2 separate regions of the Ovis aries genome follow, and region 1 is linked to region 2. A link is a contact called in public Hi-C data. All regions are on one chromosome and are shown on one strand. Each heading gives the region's core, a stretch centred on a gene start, on an enhancer-like site or on the middle of the called end of the contact. The rest is flanking DNA. Distances are from core to core; before and after follow the strand shown. Region 1 overlaps CARS1 (cysteinyl-tRNA synthetase 1). Region 2 holds the start of LOC105605978 (tumor necrosis factor receptor superfamily member 26-like).

The links. Hi-C and Micro-C count contacts between places; a contact is called where the count stands out from the background.
Region 1: a Hi-C map of liver shows a contact between it and region 2, with 2.6 times the contacts expected there. The contact joins the enhancer-like site here to the promoter of LOC105605978 in region 2. A contact is called at or near these places in 12 of 16 Hi-C or Micro-C datasets (blood, hypothalamus, liver and 4 more).

The regions. Positions count from the first base shown.
Region 1 is chr21:44,960,073-44,963,445 of ARS-UI_Ramb_v3.0, reverse strand. It overlaps CARS1 (cysteinyl-tRNA synthetase 1), which reads right to left. Exons shown (of 22, transcript XM_027959344.2): 2 at 2,179-2,273; 3 at 1,076-1,164; 4 at 557-653; 5 at 56-154. Among named protein-coding and RNA genes, the nearest start is that of CARS1, 11 kb to the right of the region's middle. Within about 2 kb of position 2,080, at least 9 of the 54 cell types and tissues checked have an H3K27ac peak or open chromatin away from gene starts, as enhancers often do.
Region 2 is chr21:44,920,784-44,924,429 of ARS-UI_Ramb_v3.0, reverse strand. LOC105605978 (tumor necrosis factor receptor superfamily member 26-like) reads right to left here and starts at 2,122. Exons shown (of 10, transcript XM_042237964.2): 1 at 2,108-2,122; 2 at 2,018-2,059. The coding sequence starts at 2,122. It overlaps LOC121817504 (a long non-coding RNA gene), which reads left to right and starts at 2,208. Exons shown (of 2, transcript XR_006057452.2): 1 at 2,208-2,585; 2 at 3,045-3,646.

The DNA of each region.
Region 1 (3,373 bases), core at 831-3,330, 39 kb before region 2:
TGCTGGGGACGGGGTGGACGGGGGGACATGGGGACCCGGAGCGGCAGTGACCCACCTGCAGGGCGGCTCGCACGTCCTCCAGCACCTGCACTGCCTGGGGCTGCGTCTCCCGGTACCGCTCGAACAGGTAGTTCTGCCGGGCTCTCTTGATGATCTGGGCGCAGAGGAGGGAAGCGGGGTCAGCTGGGTGGTGCCCAGTGCCCGCGCAGAGGGTGACCCTGAGCCAAGAGCGGCGGGGTCCCAGCTGCTACAGGCGGCATCCGAGAACGCGGCTCCCCCTCGCCCTTCTGAGCGGGGTCAGCCTGAGCCCACCCTCCCGCACCCCCGCCCCTGGGGTTGCTCACATGTACCCGGGTTTTCAACAGCATCAAAGCAGGTGAACACAAAGCGCCATCCGCATACACCGCAATACAAGTCCCGCGGGGGGCGCCGGGCGGGGGTTCAAACAGCGTGCACCGAGCCGAGCTGGCTGAGCCAACGTGGGTTTACTAACTCACCGTTTCTTCCCCCGTGCCATCCTCTGTATTTAAAATTTAATGCTAAGAACTCCCTTCACCTTATCGTCAATGTCCGTGATGTTCATGCAGTAGAAGACGTCGAATTTGAAGTAATCCCTCAGCACTCTTCTCAGGATATCGAAGGAGATGTAGGACCTGCAGCGACGGGAGACAGGCTTTTCCACCCGCACAGCACGCGTGCGCTAGAGAGGGGCCCGCATTTCTACCCGCACAGCACGCGCGGTGCGAGAGAGGGGCCCGCCTTTCCACAGGCACAGCACGCACTGCGGGAGGGGGGCCCGCCTTTCCACCTGCAGCACCGCACACAGCCCTGGAGAGGGGCCCGCCTCGCCCCACGGCCCCAGCCTGGGCCGACCCCAGGGCAGCGGGTGGGGAGGGCTCTCAGGCGCAGGAAGGAGAGCGTCTGCTCAGAGTCCAGAGGGCCGCGTCGGGGCTGCGGGGACTACTTCTGCTTGGTTGCCTGGACGCTAGCTTTTCCCCATAGAGCATCAGCGGAATGAGAAGCTTCCACCTGAAGACTGGGCGCCGCGCCTCCGCTCGGCAGGGGACGCTCCTACCTGGCGTGCCCCATGTGCGAGGCGTCGTAGACGGTGGGCCCGCAGCAGTACCATGTCACCCTCCTTCCGTCTTGCGGCACAAACACGTCCTTGGATGGAAAGGAGGGAATGACCGTCACGAGGGGCGCAGGACCACTGCCGGCCACGAGCGGCTCGCGCACGTTCACAGGACCGCGTAGCTTGAAGCAAGCCGCGGTCCGGGCTGGGGCTGGGGCGCCGCACTGGACCCGCGACCCTGAGCTCCACGACCCAGGGGCCCGGGGAGCAGGCCCCCTCCTCCCTAGGACTCCACTCACGGACACAGGCCGGGGGTCAAGGAGACGGGTGCCCCCATTCTGCTGCTTTAACGAGAGCAGCCTCCGTTCCTCAGGGACCTGCTGTGAGCCAGGCCAGAGCCGAGCGTGCTGACTGTCCAGCACTTGCTCCCAGAACAACGTGAGCTTTCCTTACCCAGCTGCCGGAGGCCCACTCTCCTGGAGGATCCGGCCTAGGGAGTGAGGCCTCCAGCCGGCTGCCCAAGGTCTCAGGTCAGTTCAGGGCCCACTGTTCCCAACCAGGGGGACACACAGCCCTGGAGAGGGGCCTGCCTCGCCCCACAGCCCCAGCCTGGGCCAGCCCCAGGTCAGCGGGTGGGTAGGGCTCTCAGGCGCAGGAAGGAGAGCGTCTGGTCAGAGTCCAGAGGGCCGCGTCGGGGCTGCGGGGACTACTTCTGCTTGGCTGAGGGGGACCCTGCTGCCCATCTGCTCAGGGTGCTGGCCCACAGAAATGCGTCAGCCCTGGGCAAAACCCCTGGAGCCTCTGATCCTGCTGAGCGAGCCCTGGCCAGTCCAGGGCCAACCTGCCTTCGCCCTCACGCCTGCCGGGCTCCCGACAGCCACGGGCCCCACTCGGCTGGCACTGTGACCGCAGGTGCCACCACGTGTCCCCGGAGGGCATGCAGACTCCTGGCCCTGCGCACACCCAGAGCCAGGAAGCTGAGGGCAGCCCCGGGAGGCGTGCCACACGGGTGTGCACGCGTGCTCCCGAACACAGCCCTGCGGAGGACGCTCCCCCGCCAGCCGAGGGGTCCTCCAGAGCCACCCCCACCACCCGCAGCCCCCTACCTTCCTCCGGGTCAGGCTGTTGTACAGGCGGAGCTGGCACGGCTCGGACCTGGCTGGAGGAGACCACGCGGGCTGTGCCCGCCGCCCTCTGCCTGCTGGAGGGAGAGCACAGCTGGGTCAGTGCGGGACGAAGTGATACCATGGGGCTCTGACGGTGTGGCCTGATCCAGTGCCACCGCCCCCAATCCCCGCTCTGCTTGCTCACATCTGAGTGGCAGCGCATCCCACAACCCCTTCCCAGTGGGCCAGAGACGGCTCGCCACACCTGCCTCCCGCCGCTGGCTCTAAGCACGGTGCACCCGCACAGCCGGAGGCGCACAGGTAGGCCACGGGGCTGAACCGATGTCCGCCCACCCCCGGGGAGGATGCCCCTCTGGAGGCTTTGGGGGATGTGGACCACCTCCAGGCCCAGGAACCGGGTCAGACTAGAAACAGCCGCTGGCCCATGGCCGCCAATGGTCAGTAGCATGGCCTGCAGCCCAGGCTCATCTCCACCAGCAGGCGGCCGGCTCCCCACCCCCGGAACATGCGGGCTCCCGAGCTCGGCTCTGATGCAGAGCCCAGGGCTCCACCCTGGTCCCAGAGCCTTTGGGAACAGCCTGCGGGCACATCACAGGCGTGGGGAGGGGGCTCCTGGAGCCCAGCCTCCTCCACTTACAGTCACCAGGGAAGCCCCGCCCTCCTCCCTGACCCCCATCATCTCCTCCTGGCCATTCCCCTGCCCTGTGGCTGTGAGCCCGAGCGGCCCACTGCACGAAGGGCCGGCCTGATGGACTGCAACGAGGGCCTGGGAGGTGGGTGGGGTTGGGGTAGCTGTGTCCCGAGGCGCCGGGAGAGACACCAAGTCTTTACACCCTCCACCCCCACTCGGGGCACCGGTGACCCTCCCGACACCCCGGGGCACTGCTGCACGCCTAACCTGGCCGAGCTGGACTGCCTGCGTGCCCCCTGCACCCCTTCGGGCACAGGCTCCTGGTCTCAATGCCGCCCACACCCCGCTGCTGCGTCTGCGAGGCGACCGTCCTGCCACCAGAGGACCGCCCGCTGCTCCCTGAGGGTCACGGAGAACGCAGCCCTGGGCCCGGCTTCGGGCCACCCAGAGGATGCACTGACCGGTGAAGGTGGCAGACGGCTGTGTGTGTGTGTGCGTGCGTGTGTGGGTGCACACCAGCGGGTGCGGGGGCACAGACAGAGC
Region 2 (3,646 bases), core at 873-3,372:
GAAACAGAGAAGGACAGACAGTCCTTCAAGAAACCGTGAAGAAGTGTAAGGACGCCCTGTGCTCAGTGGCTGGAAGACTCCACACTGTGTAGATGTCAGCACCATGCCGCCTGATTGACAGATTCAACAGAATCCCTTTCAAAATCCCAATGAATGTTTTTTGCACAAACGAAAATCCACACAGAAATTCATACGGAGTCTCAAGGGACCCACAGTAGCCAAAAGGGTCTTGAAAAAAAAGAAAGTTAGAGAACTTAGACTTCTTGATTTTGAAACTTACTGCAAAGATACAATAATCCAAACAGTTAGCTAGTTGCTAAGTCGTGTCCGACTCCGTGACCCCATGGACTGTAGCCCACCAGGCTCCTCTGTCCATGGGATTTACCAGGCAAGGATACTGGAGTGGGTTTCCATTTAGATACTTGCATAAGACAAATATCTGGAATAGAACAGAGTCCGAAACAAGCCCTCACATATGTGGTCAAGTGATTTTTGACAAGAGTGCCAAGAACATTTCATGGGGAAAGAACAGTCTTTAGAGGAAATGGTATTGAGAAAACCAGACACCTGTGTGCAAACAAATGGAGCTAGACCCTTGTTGTTGTTCAGTCGCTCAGTCAGGTCCGACTCTCTGTGACCCCATGGACTGCAGCACGCCAGGCTTCCCTGTCCTTCACCATCTTCTGGAGCTTGCTCAAATTCATGTCCATTGAGTCAGTGATGCGACCCCATGGACTATACAGCCCATGGAATTCTCCAACCCAGAATACTGGAGTGGGTAGTCTTTCCCTTCTCCAGGGGATCCTCCCAACTCAAGAATCAAACCCAGGTCTCCCACACTGCAGGCAGATTCTTTACCAGCTGAGTCACAAGGGGAGCACAATCAAACATAAAATTTTTAAACAAAAGATCTCACTATAAACACTGCTGGAAGAAAACCTAGGAGAAAACAGGAAGCACAGTCATAGAGGACAAACTGATCAACTGGGTTTCATCAAAACAGAAAATTTCTACAGAAGATACGGTTAGGAGAATGACGAGACCAGCCACAAATTCGGACAAAACCTTCAAAAAGGGTATATCTGATCAAAGCTTTATATCCAAAGCACATGAAGAGTACTTAAAACTGAAGAATCAGGGAAAAAAAAAAAACTTAAGAAAATGAGCAAAAGATTAAAACAGATACTTCACCAAGAAAGATTTATCACTGGCCAATGGGCAGAAGAAAAGGCACCGAAGCATCTCCCCTGGGGCCAGAGCACAATGGAGTCCGCAAAAGACGCAAGCTAGAGCTTTTAAACTTCTGCTCGCTGTGCAGAGGTCCTGACTAGTCTGGTTTCCGCTGCCTCAACGCCGTTCCACCGCAAACCATGCGCTCACCTCCGCCGGGCTTTCCCCCCCACCCCGCCCCCGCCCCCGGGCTGCCCCCCGCCCCCCCCGCCCCCCGCCCCCCCCGCGCTTCGCCCCGCCCCCCCCGCGCTTCGCCCCGCCCCCCCCGCCCCCCCCCGCGCTTCCCCCCCCCCCCCCCGCGCTTCGCCCCGCCCCCCCACCCCACCCCCCCCAGCGTCCCCTTCTCCTCCAGCGCCCCCCGTTCCCCTCTCCGCCGGGCTTCCCCGCAGCGCCCCCTTCTCCAGCGCCCCCGTTCCCCTCTCCGCCGGTCTCCTCGGCGCCCGCTCGTCCCCCACCGCCCCGCGCCCATTCGCCGGCCCCCACCTCGCCCCGCCGTTTCTCCGCCAGCGCCCTCAGCACCCCCCGGCAGGCAGAGCGGGTACAGCAGGCTGCACCGGGCATGGGGCTCAGGACGGGGAAGATTCCCCGCTGGGCATCTGGGTGCGGGGTGTTACCGGTTTCCCTTCTGATGAAACTCACGCTTCATCCAAGTTTCTCCTCTAGGGTCCCCCTGCCGGTGCCAGCCTCACTGGGGCGCGCGCCCCGGCACAGCGTCCTCCCGGGATCCGCGGGTCCTCCCACCGCGAGCCCCGCCGCCCAGGCCCCGGCCCCGCCATTGCCGTCCCACCTGATTCGTGAGCAGGAGCAAGAACACCACAGCGTGCACGAGCTAGAAGAACACACCGCGCATCCAGACCTCGGCAACGCTGCCGAGGACCGTGCGGCGACCCATTTAAGGCAGACCTGAGCACCGCCCCCTCCGGAGCGTGACGCCGCCGCCGCCCAATCGCGAGCGGGCTTCCGGTTCGCGGAGTCCTGGAGAACCGCCCTTTCTGCTTCTCGCGAAGCCCTGCCAAAGCGACGCGGGGGTGGGATGAGGGGCGCGGGGGTGGGATGAGGGGCGCCGGGGTGGCGTGAGGGACTGTCAAGTACATCGGCCTGTGCTTCCCTGACCGCGCCGCCAGCCCCCTTTTGCAGGCCCCGGGGGCCCAGGCCCCAGCCCTAAGCCCAGCCCAGGAGGTCCCCGCGGCGCGCGCGCCCTCGGGCCCAGATGCCCCAGCGGCTCTGGCGAGGGATCGGAAGCTGCTGCAAACGTCGCTTCAGTCTCCCCTCCCTCCTCGACCCCCGATCCTCTGAGCTGCTGGTTAGAGCCACGTGCGTGGGATGTCCTGCAATGGATGAGAGGATTCAAGGGGGTGAGAGAGACCCTTCCTTCCTGCGGAGAGCAGGATAGAGCCCACCACATTAACAGGGGGCGTCAGGCCCCTTCACTCCTGCACCTCCCCCAGCGTCCCCCACCCCCGCCTAGAATCTCGTGCTCCAGGAGGGGCCGGCCAGCTCTTGAGTCTCTGAGCCCTGAACAGACCTGGATCTCGTCTGCTAGAAAGTCTTTCTACTAGAAGTTGATGTCACTTCCCCCAAGCGGGGGAAGGGTGAGGAGGGTGTAAGTTCCTTCTGCTGCTCTGGGTGTGGCCCTGGGCCCCGGCCCTCCTGAGTTTCCACCCTCCCTGACCGCCATTCCATCCTCTTCCTGCCCAGCTGCCCTGGGAGGCAGGCCTGCCACTGTCAATGGGTCAGGAAGGGGGTGCTGAGTGGGCTGTGGGGTGCAAAGCACAGCTCTGAACCCCACATCATTCTAGACTTTTCACCACCAGCATCTAGATGCCCAAGAGCTGACCTGATGGACCCAGAGGCCAAGTCCAGGTCCTCACCACTCGGAGAAGCTGCCTGACACCGGAGCGCGTCGTGACCGTCTGTCTGGGCACTGGTCCCCTGGGACTATGCCCACCCAGATTTCTTGTAATTTTTCGTTGTTGATTTAGATGAATCCTCGGCCTACCAAGGACAGGAAGAGAATTCTGGAGGAGACTCCGAGGGTGCACAGGCCGGGGGGTGGAGGGGCTGGAGGGTCAGGCTGCACTTGGGTGGCCCAGTCTGCCCTGAAAGGTCCAGGATACAAGACAGGTGGCCCAGGGCGCCGCGTAGAGAACAGGTAGAGGACATGGTGCCTGGGGGAGGGTATGTTCTAGGAAGGCCTTAGGGTCCTGCTTGGTTATAGTGCCAACTCTGTGACGTTCTGAGAAAAAGCAAAATGATGGAGCCTGTAAAAGGATCAGTGGTTACTAGGGGTTGGGGGGAGGGGGAGGGATGGATAAGTGAATTAATCTATTTACATAACTGTAAGAGACCTTCGGGTGGTGAATTACTCTGTGACCCTGTAAATGTGGAAACGTGGCCTAAGCATCTGTCTAAAGCT